Regions from separate parts of the Macaca mulatta genome. Here region 2 is linked to region 1. A link is a contact called in public Hi-C data. All regions are on one chromosome and are shown on one strand. Each heading gives the region's core, a stretch centred on a gene start, on an enhancer-like site or on the middle of the called end of the contact. The rest is flanking DNA. Distances are from core to core; before and after follow the strand shown.

Region 1 (7,244 bases), core at 2,418-4,917:
GCTGGGATTACAGGCTTGAGCCACCGCGCCCGGCCATGTTTTCTCATTTCTACAATGCACTGTTATACTTTTATTCTTTTTGTGTCTTTATGCTTTGTTCCCCCAATCACAGTGGAAGCTCTTTGGGGCAGGATCAATGTCTTATCCTTTTTGTGTCCCTTTCAAGTGCTTATCACAGTGCTATGTAATTGCTTATGAGGAAATTGTCTTTAAATGTGGTGTTCATAGTATGATCTTATTTCCAGAGATATTTTACTTACAAGTTCAGAATCACATCTATTTATCCTGCTAAAACCTATTAGGTAATTGCTCCTGTTGTAGCTAAATTATTTATCTATTATAATTACAAAAGCAAGACTGCTTTCTCTTAGCAATATTTTTTCTTCATTTGAGTGATCTGTGTGCATCTAACTGCATTATTCAGCAGCGAATTATCCAGGTTTCCGGTTGCTCCTGCTGTTTCTTGACACTACCTGCTACTTTACCAATATGCAAGTCTCAATGAACCATAATCATTACTTTCATGGATGTATATATTTCAGAATTTTACATGGTTTCCATCTCCATACACTGGCAAATGACACTTCTAACAGGTAGTTGTTCTCTATGGGGCGAAATTTATATATAAATAATTTGTGCAGATGGTAATCTTTTCACACTATTCATCTCTCTCTATGTATCTATATGTCTGTCATCCATCTATCTATCTATCTATCTATCTATCTATCTATCTATCTATCTATCTATCTGTCTATCTATCTATCTATCTGTCTATCAGTTCATTCATCCATCCGTCTGTCTCTTCATCCATCTATCATGCTTAGTGTACTGTGCTAGCTACAATGGGGATAAAAGAAGGCATAAGATTTAGTCTTTTCCTAATATAACTTACCATCTATTGAGGAAAAAAATATGTATACATAGAGAAAAAGATCAGAAGCCAGAGTGGTACATGATGTCACAAGTAAATGATATGAACACACTATAGATGATCCAATAAAAATATATTGGGCTGGAATGATGTGGCATGTTCACTGAGTCTGAGTGATCTGATACAAACGGAAAGCACAGGACAATGAATTGCAATTTTTACCTACACAACTTACTGTTGGAACCTTATGAGTTGGGCTTTCTGAACTTCATTTTTCTCATCTGGAAATTGGGAATAATGATCATGACAATACCTTCTCAACCTTTTTTTTTTTTTTTGATTTGTGAATCATACAATCAAATAAAGTTATTTTAAAAGGTCTGAAAATATTAAAGTGCAATCCAACTTCAGGGTGTGTTGTTTTAATTTTTCATCAACTACCACAATGTTTCTGCTCAAATATTACTAATTTAAGAAATACTAAAAGTTCAATAGAAAGAGAAGTGCAATGCTGATTATGTAATATGTGTGTTTGCATGTTAATAGGGAAAGAAAAATTTGTCACTAGCATGAAATCTGCCAATGGTGGGAGTATTTACACCATAAAACTCAGCAAACACTACAAATTGGGGCTTTGTTTTATGGAGAGCTATTTACCAGCATATTACTGGCCTGAACAAAAGCAACAGCAATGGGACTGGAGAGAAGGGAATACATAGTAGAGGGATGAATGAGGTAGAATCAGCAATACTCATCATCAGTTGGTTAATGGTGGGTGCAGTGTCAATGGGGAGATTCTAAAATGATTTATCAAGTTACTGGCTCGGATGATTAAAGAGGAAAACTTGTGCCTCTTACCAAGAAAAGGACTTCAAGAGGGGGGAAAGATAGTGAATTTTGTTCAGGGAATGTTGAAATTGAAGTACTTGTGGGACATGATGGTGAAAATGTACAGAAGACAGTGGTTATATGGATATAGAACTCAAAGGAGAGGACTGGATTCAATATGGCAATCATGAGGCTACAACTAATAACTGAAGTCAAGGGATTAGATGAACTTTACAACAAAGGGACCGTGGGAAAGACTGCAGTAAGTCTTCATGTTTTATAAAGTAATTATAAACCATGTCTTTTTGTTAAATGACAGTTTTAGTGGATAAAGTTATGTTTCTTTGCAAATTCTGCTTTTAGAAGTAAAATTATCACTGCAATGTAAGTGAGTTTTAAGGAAGACTGGTATGTGATGAAAAATGTTACGGATTTGATTTTTGAGGTCTTTACAGCAAGATTTATACAAATGAAAGTTGCAAACAACAAAAAGTTTGTTTAATATCCAAAAGAAGTTTATGTCAAACATTTGAAAGAACAAAAATATTCTAGAACAAAGAGGGAAACAAGTTATTTTAGAAATCAACTTAAATATAACTTCTATCTTAGCCCCGTGTTGTAATTATTTACTACTTTGTCTCACCGTTTGGCGCTGGGGGCGGGGGTAGGCTGGGGCACAACACTGTGTCTTTTATCTATGTTTAGGGCGTTGTACATAGTATATACTCAGGAAGAAAACCTGTTTATTCCATGCCAGAATGGGAGGTTTGAACAGATGACCTGGAAGGTCCCTTTCAACCCTGAGAGTCTATAAAAGGGAAGTGGTTATTACCGCTTAAAAGAAGTAGGCTTAGTCCTACTTTCAGAGAGCCAATGTTTTCATAGTTACAGAAAGGTAATAGACTGTCAGCTCAACATGACACTGGTAAGAATTTTCTAACGATTATGACTATACAACAGAAGAAAGGCTGTCTCGGAAGGTGGTTAGCGCTGAAACAACTGGTGTTTAAGGGCTGGAAGGACCCTTAGATATCTTTAGGTCTTTCCTAATCTTTTTCATGCCATTGCCTATATAGAAAATGGTATAACACAAATAAAAAAATTGTACAGCAATTTTTGACACATCAATGTCTCAGGCATACTTGTCACAAGTTCTCAGGGCTTTGGTTGGGAAAACTCTGATTTCGTCTAACATCCTCGTTTGCAGAGGGGGAAACTGAATCTTAACGAGGGAATGCAATATTCCCAAGTCGTTAATGTTAATACTGGAACGAGAATTGAGACTAGAGACTGTGGACAACTAGTCAGTTTCCTCCGCTCAAATTAAGCAGGCTGGAGGCCAGACTGGAAGACTGCAGTAGATGGCAGAATAAACAGTCTAAAACTATATTGCTTTAAATGTGGTCCCAAGACCACAGACATTAGAACTTGTCAGACTCTGGGGAACTCGCTAAAATGCAGATTAATGGGCCCCACACAGACACAGAATTAAGCTCTGCGGTAAAGGCTTGGAATCTGCAGTTTTAAGTTTGCGAATCCCCTCCTCTCCCGGTACTATTTCTGAACTCCGAGCTCCCAGCCCTGGCTTGAAACTGAGACGCTGCGCTTGTCGCACAGCACCTGCCGATCGGACCTCGGGGTCCTGGATGCAGGACTGTCTGTTACGTACAGCCTTTGTGGCCGTCACGGGCGGACACCGGCCAACGCCGGGTCGGGGTGCGTCCGCCGCGGTCCCTCCATCACCTTCCTGGCCGGGCAGAGGAACCCACTGCTCCGGGCCGTCGGGGCCAGAGGCGGCTCAGCAGCGCCCCCTCGAGGCCAGAGCCCTCCGCAGGCTAGCGGGTTGCGGTTTCCCTTCATCTCCGCGGCGCCTCTTCCTCCCACGCAGTGCCGCCCACCGGGGACGCTCTCCCGCGCCTGCGTCAATTCCGCCCTGCCCCGCCCCCATCTACCGACCGGATGTTAACAGATTTCCCATAGTGCCTCACTAGTGGCGGGCATGATAAGAAACACCGGAGGGTCGCACGCGGGTTCCAGTTGTGATTGCTGGGGTTTTTCTGTAGTGTCAGGAGGTTCTCCGATATTGGGGCCGGGTCACTGCCTCATCCGCTGGAGCGATGGCGTTTCTCCGGAGCATGTGGGGCGTGCTGAATGCGCTGGGAAGGTCCGGAGCGGAGCTGTGCAGCGGCTGTGGGAGTCGACTGCGCTCCCCCTTCAGGTAGGCCCGCTCGCCTGTGCCCTAGGGGGCGGCAGGGCCCAGGACGTCCCGGGGCTGGAATGTAGACCCCATCCTTCACTGTCTGCCCCTCCTAGGAGTTCAGAGCCACCCTGGTTCTTTGATTCACACCTCGACCTTGCCAAGGGGACTGTGGCTTTGAGACCAGGCCTTGACTCCCTTAATACCCCGTACCTTGTTTCTTGCTACCCTCCGCTCGCTCCTCCCACCCCTCACTGTAGCTTTGGATCCATTGCGCCGCCTCTGCGAATTCGCGCGGAGTGTCTGGCCACCATCTAGGCATTGAGGAGGCGGGGCCCAGGAGCTGGAGTATAGACGCTTTCCTCCACTCTCTGCCCTTCCTAGGAGGTAAGGGCTTTGAGACTTCCGTCCTGCAGTCGCTCCCCTCCGTTTAGGACAGGGTTTTAATAATTCTCTAGCATTCTTGTTGAAGGCGTTGGAGACATAGGAGTATCTTGATGACATCTCTTATTTGGGATCTATGCTCATAATATACATGTGCATATTGACAGTTAAACATCTGATACTGGTTATTTTCTTTTCATATGTAGTTTTGTGTATTTACCGAAGTGGTTTTCATCTGTCTTGGCAAGTTGTCCAAAGAAACCTGTAAGTTCTTACCTTCGATTTTCTAAACAACAACTACCCATATATAGAGCTCAGAACCCAGGTAAGGTGTTTGGGGGCTTGTACCCTTTTCTCATGTAATAAAAATGCCATTAAGCAGTTAAATAGCAATGTTGAATTGCAGTACTAAAGCATTCAGTGACTGCAGGAACAATCATTTGATGTCTGTAAAATAGGAAGTTCTATTTTATACCAAATGAACATACTTTCAATATAAGTGAGAACTAATAAACGGTATTTTAAAAATATCGTGTAGTGTAGAAAGCACCCTAGGAAGACGATAAAAAAGCTGAATTTCGGGCCTGGTTGCCTTTGGTCTAGAGGACCACTGATGAATTATTTTCTCTTGCTTAGCTCCTCCTTTTTCTGCCTCAGGGAATTGTTAATAACGTTGCAGCTTCTGTGGAAGCATCCATAAACTGTAAAGTTCTATGCAAATTACTGCTGCTTTCAGGAGCTTTCAAGATAAGAAAACATAAACGTTTCCATCATAGGAGTTCAGAGCCACTCTGGTTCTTTGATTCAGACCTCAACCTTGCCAAGGGGATGGTGGGTTGTAAAGGATAAATCCTTTCTTGTCTTGGGTTCCTGAAAAAAAAACATTTCCAGGTAGGATGTTTGTTGATGCCCTAGAAAGCCTGTAGGGCTGTTATTTTAGGTTATAGTGTAAAGGTAATAGCTATTTTTTTTCCTTATGATTTCTAAAGCATCACAGGGCAGTTGTGAAAATCTAACGAACTATAATAAAAAATGCTCACATTAGGCTGGGTGAGGTGGTTCACACCTGTAATCCCAGCACTTTGGGAGGTCAAGGTGGGTGGATTGCTTGAGCCCAGGAGTTCGAGACCAGCCTGGGAAACATGGAAATCCTGTCTCTACCAAAATTACAAAAAATGAGGTGGGCGTCGGGGCACAGTGCCTGTAGTCACAGCTACTTGGGAAGCTGTGGTGAGAGGATCACTGGATCCCAGGAACTTGAGGCTGCAGTGAGCCATGATTGCTCCACTGCACTCCAGCCTGGGTGACAGAACGAGACCCTTTCTCAAAAAAGAAAAAAAAAAGCAGCTCACATTATAGGTAAGGAGTTAGTTTCAGAGACATGCTTAAATACCCACATCTTTTAAATGTAAGAGTTAGTACTAACAGGTATTTTAAAAAATCAATTAATTGCACGCCATCATTCCGGTTAAGATGAAGAAGAAAGTGGAGAATAACAGATTGAATTTCGAATAGTTTGTTTCCAAATGATATTTCTGTTACTGAAATACGAGGCAATGTTATGAATTGAGAATGTATTTTGTTGTTAGCTTTTATAAGTTTAATAAGTCCTCAAAGACTTGAAAAAGTATTTTGCTTGAAATATGGAAGTAAAAAACTTGAAGCAATTAATCATCCAGCTTCTTAAACTAGTAATCAGCCTGGTGCAGTGGCTCACGCCTGTAATCCCAGCACTTTGGGAGACTGAGGCAGGTGGATTGCTTGAGCTCAGAAGTTTGAGGCTAGCCTGGGCAACATAGCGAAAACCCGTCTCTACAAAAAATACTAAAATTAGCTGGACATGATGGCGCCTACCTGTCGTCCCAGCTACTTGGGAGGCTGAGGCAGGAGAATCACTTGAGCACAGGAGGCAGAGGTTGAATTGAGCCTAGATTGTGCCACTGCACTCCAGCCTGGGTGACGGACCCTGTCTCAAAAAAAAAAAAAAAAAAACACCTAGTAATCAAACTGTTGACTGTTTCTGGTGGTATATGATATACTCCTTAGTTGTTAGATAACAGACTTTTAATAATGTTGGATAAATTACTTACATTTAAATTAGTTGGATACAGGAAAGTTAAATCATTTTATTAAGTTATGTGTGGTATGGATTGTGCTTTCCTGGATATCTTTAGAAATTATCCTGAGATGTAAAATTGTGGCATCTTTTTTCATTTTATTTCATTCCATAGATGCAAAAACTACAGAACTAGTTAGAAGAATTGCCAAGCATTGGAGGGAACTTCCTGATTCAGAGAAAAAAGTAAGCACATAAGTTTTCAACATGGCTGACCAGTTATTCTGCAGTTAGGAACTATTGTCATGTTCTTTAAAGGACCAGATGGATCAGACTTTTTAAAAAATAATCTGTTATCTACAAAGAAACTTTATATCTTCTCATCTGCATAGTGAGAATATGGATGTATGGGGTGAAGGTGAAGAAGTGTCAGCAGTTTGAAAATGGAGGCTGATTACTATACTCTCACCTTGATTAGTATGTATAAGGAAAATGTATGTTTTAATCCATATACATCCTCATCCTAGAGCACATTTCCACCTGGTGATAAAATCTCTCTATCTGAAGTCATGCAGTTGCCTTTCCCTGGCATGTGCTGTGTTGAATTTGCCAGCAATAGTTTGACTTGATTTGGGTTTTTTATTTATAGATATATCGAGATGCTTATAAGGCGGAGTGGGAGGTATACAAAGAAAAAATAAGCAAATTTAAAGAACAGCTAACTCCAGATGAGATTACATCTTTGGAAAAAGAAATCCTGGACAAGCGTTTAAAAAGGAAAGCTGTGACAAAAAGAAAAGTGAGTATCATTGAAATACTTTTTTCTTATGGTAAAGAATTGAGATTTATATAACTATGAATATAGGTAGTTTTCTCTTAATAATAATAGGCAGATACAATATGGTAGA
Region 2 (6,829 bases), core at 579-3,078, 120 kb before region 1:
AGCGGAAGAGGCCGGGGATTTGGCGTGCACACCAGGGGGGCCCGGGAGCGCCAGGCTGCCTCGGCTGGCAGGGGGCTCGCGGAGGCGGAAGGGGAGCGGCGAACCCCGTGCCACCCCCACTTACCCACTTTGTCCTTCCCGTACATGTGCCCGGCCACCTGATGCGAGAGGGGTACACAGCCGTTGAGGAAGCGGAGTCTGCCGCCCGCCGGCTGCGGGGTGCCCTCAGGGGTGGCCTCGATCGCCGGTGGGGTCCGCATTTCTGGGGGACCCGGCGCCTCGACCCGGAGGGGGGATGGTGGCTCTGTTGCCATAACGGAGAGCAGAAGCGGTAGCGGCAGCGAGAGCAGGAAAAAAAAAAATAGGGCAAGGGAGGGGGCGCCGGAGAACCCGGGGGTCGCTCAGGCTCGGGCGCGAGGAGGCCCGGGGGTTCCCGCGGCTGGTGCCCGCTGAGGCCCCGGGAGGGGGCCCATGACGCCGCAGGGACGCGGGCGCTCCTCTGCCCAACTCGGCGGAGCGCGGCTCCCGGCTCCTGCTCCTCTGCCGCCTCAGCCGCCGGCCCCGGCGCTGCCCAGTAGACAGAACCGAGCCGAAGAGCAGCAGCAGCGGCGCCCCGCGCTCCCTGGGGCCCTGACGGCGACGGCGGCCCCACCTCCTGCGCCCCCGCCCCCTCCCACCGTCCTCCAGTCCCCTCAGCTGCCGCGCGCGCGTCAGCGCCGCCTGCACCGCCGCTACTGAGCATGCCCAGAGGCCGTCCGACAGGACACCCCCCTGCCATCAGCGGGGAGGGCGCGCGGCGCTGCCGGGACCTGGCGACGGCGAGCAGGGATGGGGCAAGCGCACTCGTGTTCCTTCTCACCCCCACCTCGCGGGCATTTCGAAGTCTCGCGTGCTGCTGTGGCTTCATTCATTCAACACGCTTCTCAGCGCGTCAGCTCAGAGAAGCCAGGGACTTCCAAGTGTGCGGAGCAGTCCGGCATTAGAATTGGAAGGCACTAGCATTGCCAAGGGTGGCTCTAAAGGCCACCCCTAACTGCACTCAACTCCCTCCAACTCCCACCCCGCACAAAAACAACAGAAGTTAAAGCAGGCAGCTTATTAGAAGATGCCCCTTCAAAATACCCTTCTAGTTAATCTCAGCACCCCCTCCCCGGATTGCTGTGTCTAAACCGCTCTTACCAAAAAATAAAACATATAAAAATAAAATAAAATTGGAACCGACACTAATTTCATACTGTAAAAGAGAAAAATCCTAATTTTTTTAAGTGAACACGTTTTTTAAAGAAAGGAGCAAGTTTTTTCTCTCTCCCACTCGACCTTTAAGACAGTGCAGGTTCCAAGGTCCTGAGTAGATAATTATATCAAAAGCCGGAGAAAGGGATGGACACCGGTAGCTAAGCGAGGTTCTGGAATGGGACTCAGTCATTGATTCCTGTATGTCCGCCACTGGCGTGTTATATAAAAGCTGGACCTGGACTTGAAGGTAAATCGTCACAAGCCTCGAGCAAGAAAAACTGGGGTCAAATCTTAGGTATCTGATTAAAGTAAGTGTCCTATTAACACCTGTCTCTGTCCCCACAAGCCCACACACCTGGAAGAGACGTAAAATCTGGCCTGGATTCCCTAATCCCAGGGCCCTGCCCCTCCGCTTCAGGGCCCCGCCCCTCGGCGTTGCGCAAACTCCGTTGCTACCTAAGTCTTTTCCTCCTCCCCGCTCCCGTGGCTGTCAAAATCCGGAGTCCAGACTTCCTTAAGGCCCAGGGCACAGCTCCACGCATGCTCAGCACCTACCAGGGTCGAGCTCACACACGTGCTTACGACCCGCCGCGGCGCCTGCGCGGTAGCAGCGCGGAGTCGGTGCCCTTAGTACGGCACTGGCACCTTTAGTCTCGCCGGCCGCGCGAACCCGTTTGTGCTCGGTATCCTAGTGCACACGCCTTGCAAGCGACGGCGCCATGAGTCTGACTTCCAGTTCCAGCGTACGAGGTGAAGTGGGGCCTGGGAGCGGGTGAGGCTGGTGAGGCTCACCGGTTGCTGCGCCCGCAGCTCAGCTGGGTTGTTTTACCGCTGCCCTACACGCCCGCCGGTCCTATAACCTTGAGATGCAGAAGGGCAAGTGCTCGGCCCGGCTGCGGGCTCCGGCCGGGATAGGGAAGGGGGGCGAGGTCAGGGATGGATTGATGGTTTGGGGCCATGCGAGACCAGAGTCCACGTTTCCCCCAACTAGCCAAACCCTAACACCAAATGACCGCGCCGCTAGCTTTTCTTGTTCTCTTCTAAGACGCTTTCATATCCTTAAGTCACAGAGCCTGGAAAGAAAGGAAAGGTGGGAGAAAACAACAGCAAACCTGTTTACCCTTCTCCTGTTTCAGTCAGCGTCGGGCCACAACGTCGATTTCCTGCAATCCTGAAGCATTGCATGACTAATCACATCTTAGTTTTGCAGATTTTTTTTTTCCAGGGATGAAACCCAATCCGAGGTCTTCAGTTTTCCCGGTTTTTTGTTATGCCCCTGGCATCTGGCACTCGGTGGCAGTAGTCCAGGATAAAGAATTGAAACCCGCCTTCGTTGAACCTTCAGCTTTCTGAGTCTTCTTTCCCCAATGCTAGTACTTAGCGTTTGGAAACAGTATTTCGCAGAAAGTCCCTTATAATAAAATTAGGAGACTTTATAAGCAGTCATTTAGTGTGGAGTTTCACTTTATAACCATTCTTGGTGATGTTATAGTTGTTAATACAATACTGTGTACCAGACACACGGTATGTGTGATCTTTGTCCCTCTATAAAACACCACTTCGCAAGGTTTTGAGTAAAGGCAAAGAGATTGTCCAGAGGTTAATTAAAAATACGTTCAGTAAATATTGAGCATCTGTAGTGCCAGGTAATGTAAAGTCCCTACTAACTTGAGCCCTATTTTTTTAATAGGTAGTTTCCAAAAATTGGAGAGTTCCACTTCTGTTGACAAAATTTACCTGGCTAAGTAAGGGTGATATTCCATGACATTTCGAAGTTACTAATGATATAGAGATTATTATTTGCAAAAATTATATTAAAGGATACTTATCTTGAGACTTTTTTAATAGAGGCAGCTTGGTGCATTTAAAATAGGGTGTGATTTTTGTTTTTGTTTTTTGGAAAACTGTTCTCTTGGGAGTAAGACTTGTGAAATGAGATGTTCGTGTGACTTGTGCCGCTGATACTTTTAATTTTACAGGAAGACTGCACATGTTTGAGGTGGACCAAAAGATTCCACAGTGTGTGTTTAAAATGTGGGATCTTTTTATGTACATGAACACTAAACGTTATTTAGGTTGCATATTACTGAAATGTGAAACAGGTGAACCCCTAGGACTTACCACTATCTGCAGGCTAGTCTGCAAGATTTCTTTTTTAAACAAGTTTTTTTGTTTTGTTTTGTTTTTCAAGTCTAACCACAGAGGAATTCAAAGGCAACTTTCCCAATCATTTTCCATTGCCTAAGGAATAGGAAATCACTGAAGTAGGTTATTGGCTTCAACTGGAAGTATTCAGCTTTGTTATGAGGAGTGACTATGATCTATTTTTTGAGACAGAGTCTCTCACTCAGTGGCCCAAGCTGGAGTACAGTGTTGTGATCATAGCTCACTGCAACTTTGAACTCCTGGGCTCAAGCCATCCTTTCTCCTTGGTCCCCTGGCTTCCCAAAGTGCTGGGATTACGTATGTGAGACACCACACCCTGCCATGACTACTTTTTTATTTCACCAAAAAGCATACAGGTTGTCATGAGGACTGTAGGGAGAGGCCCAAAGCCTGTGTAAATCTCTTCTATCAACACTTCCCTCCTCAATATAGTAGTAAGTAGGCAGGGTAGGGACAGAGAATGTCAAAGCGATTTAACTTTTAATGTTTAGATCACACAAGTTTGGTTCTACTCTCAAACTTTAAACCAAATTTATTCCTACGGATTGAAAATCAATTTAGATCTTTTAATTGAGGGGAAGATACCATGTCTCTTCTCAATTAAATGAATTTGTAATTATAAAGGGCTTAGAATGATATATGACAATGGTAAGCACTATATAAATATATGTTAAATATAAAGTGTGTACATATATGCATAACTCTTGTTCATCTTCAGAAGAAAAATAAAAGGTAGTTTATAAATAAAATTTTACGGGGACAAGGCCAGGACTGGAATTGCACAGAGGCAATGAGAATGAATGATTGGAACCGAAATACTCTTAAGATCCTGATCACTGAGATAGCTCTTCATACCAGTATGGTCGATAAGACCATTAGTTTATTATATTTTCTAGTACTAAGTGGCCTTCACTGCCTACTTGTCCAGTCTCTTATGATTCTTCCTCATATCCAAATAGATGACCTTTCTGAACATCATCCTGCTCCTTGATAACTCTAGCACTCATTGATTGCTTTCACCCTTAACCCTTTCCCTTCTGTTTGCAAGGAAGATGTTAACTCTTAGGCTGTTCTCTCTCCATGTCCTCCAGATGCCGTTTTATTTTACTTAAATCTTTGCCTCAGTGATACCTGTTGCTCGTAAATATTTAGCGCCTCATGAAGATTTTCTTCTCTTCAGCCTAAAGTCACTCATAATTCACCCTCATCTTTAAAAAAAAAAAAAGCCAACTAAACCAGATAATTTTAAAAGGCCTTCCTTAACCTGCCTTCCCCTGAAATCACTTTTTTTTAATTTACCCTCAAGTTGCAACATAGGGATTTGTCTCTTCATCTTGTATTTCGTTATCTGTCCCAAACTCTGATCATTACAATGCTTGTAACCAAAATTACATTTCATAAATTCTTATCTCTTTTGTATTCTTGTGTATTTTATTGAAACTAATTTTCTAATTCATTTAACCTCAACATAGGAAAATATTGTTTTGGTTCACTAAATTCACCAAGTCATTTAAAGTCACTATTTAAGGGTTTGTTTTTGTCTGAAAAGGAATGTATGGATCATACTGAAAATAAAGGGGATAGCTCCTGTAAGTTATAAACAATAAATGAAAAATAAGAGGGCTGGGCGCGGTGGCTCACGCCTGTAATCCCAGCACTTTGGGAGGCCGAGGCAGGCAGATCATGAGGTCAGAAGTTCGAGATCAGTCTGGACAACATGATGAAACCCCATCTCTACAAAAAATACAAAAAATTAGCCAGGCATGGTGGCACATACCTGTAGTCCCAGCTACTTGGGTGGCTGAGGCACGAGAATTGCTTGAACCCGGGAGGCAGAGGTTGCAGTGAGCTGAGATCACGCCACTGCACTCTAGCCTGGGCAACGGTGCGAGACTCTGTCTAAAAAAAAAAAAAAGAAAAGAAAAATAAGGGGGGAGTTTGGAGCTATAGATTGGCCAAATTGATGGTTGTTAGAGCTAGTTGAGGGTAAATGGGGTTCATTATAGTATTCCCTTTGTGTGTCTGAAATGGTCCATAATAAAGTTTTTTTAAACATAGCTTCTTATATATGCCTGAAGTTTTTTGTTTGTTTGTTTGTTTTTAACATATGTATCAGAGAGTAAATTCCACACCCTGATACAGCAGGTTAAGAAGAAGGTAAAGATAAGTCATTTAGTGTAAGAGCGATGCAGTGTAAGGACAAAAAAATTGCACATAGGAATTGCAAATTTAATGTAGTCATACATTATTTCTTTTGACTCAACCAACATTATTGAATACCACTTATATGCCAGGCCTTGTGAAAAAAAAAAATTACCAGCCTATGGGAGATCTAAGGGAAGGAAAGGTTTAAACACAGCTCCCCTCCCCCTCTCCTGACAGAAGAGGAGAAACATTATGATTCTATGGCAGTTGATGGTTGGCTGGAGAGGGCAGTTTAGAGCAGAAAAGGGGCTAAGGTAAAAGAAGCTGAGAGAGATTCCTAAGTTAAAGCAAAATAATGCTCACGGTAAAAAAAAAAAAAAAAAAAAAAAAAAAAGCCAAAGATTGGGTTGTAAACAAGGCTGTTGAGTTTGGGAACAAGTCCATGTTTTCTCTCTCTCTGAATAATTTTAAAGAGAAAACCAAGTATTGTACAATAGTACGCCAATGGAAGAATAAGCAAATGGGAGGATTATTTAGAAATTATTAGAAGTGTTACCTTTCTCAACATTTGTGATCTTTAATGGTATTTGTGTAGATACAAAGCACGGTTACACAAGGTCTGGTAGGGTGGGGTTTGACCTAATTACAGGAATTAACTGTTCCTTGAGAAATGTCTATAGAAAAGAAAAGCGAAGGCTGGGCATGGTGGCTCATGCCTGTAATCTCAGCACTTTGGGAGTCCGAGGCAGGCGGATCACCTGAGGTCAGGAGTTCACGACCAGCCCGGCCAACATGGTGAAACCCCGTCTCTACTAAAAATTCAAAAATTAGCCAGGCATGGTGGTGAGCGCCTGTAATCCCAGCTATTCGGGAAGCTGAGGGAGGAGAATTGCTTGAACCCGGGAGGCGGAGGTTGCAGTGAGCTGAGATTGTGCCATTGCACTCCAGCCTGGGCAACAGAGCAAGACTCCATCTCAAAAAAAAAAAAAAGTGAGGGTAATCCAGAAGAGGCAGAAATAATGCTCAGGGGCTGAGTGCCATGGCTCACACCTCTAATCCCAGCACTTTGGGAGGCCGAAGTTGGTGGATCACTTGCGGCCAGGAGTTCAAGACCAGCCTGGCCAACATGGTAAAACCCCGTTTCTACTAAAAAAAAAAAAAAAAAAATACAAAAAATTAGCCAGGTGTGGTGGTGCATACCTGTTATCCCAGCTACTCAGGAGGCTGAGGCAGGAGAATCCCTTGAACCTGGGAGTTGGAGGTTGCAATGGAGCCGGGATCC

The links. Hi-C and Micro-C count contacts between places; a contact is called where the count stands out from the background.
Region 2: a contact with region 1 is called in a Hi-C map of liver, with 5 times the contacts expected there. The contact joins the promoter of CISD1 here to the promoter of TFAM in region 1. A contact is called at or near these places in 3 of 14 Hi-C or Micro-C datasets (CD4 T cells, fetal cortex germinal zone and liver).

The regions. Positions count from the first base shown.
Region 1 is chr9:91,474,291-91,481,534 of T2T-MMU8v2.0, reverse strand. TFAM (transcription factor A, mitochondrial) reads left to right here and starts at 3,667. Exons shown (of 5, transcript XM_077946735.1): 1 at 3,667-3,917; 2 at 6,986-7,135. The coding sequence starts at 3,699.
Region 2 is chr9:91,591,620-91,598,448 of T2T-MMU8v2.0, reverse strand. CISD1 (CDGSH iron sulfur domain 1) reads left to right here and starts at 1,828. Exons shown (of 3, transcript NM_001257590.2): 1 at 1,828-1,986. The coding sequence starts at 1,956. It overlaps IPMK (inositol polyphosphate multikinase), which reads right to left and starts at 740. Exons shown (of 6, transcript XM_015147592.3): 1 at 125-740. The coding sequence starts at 314.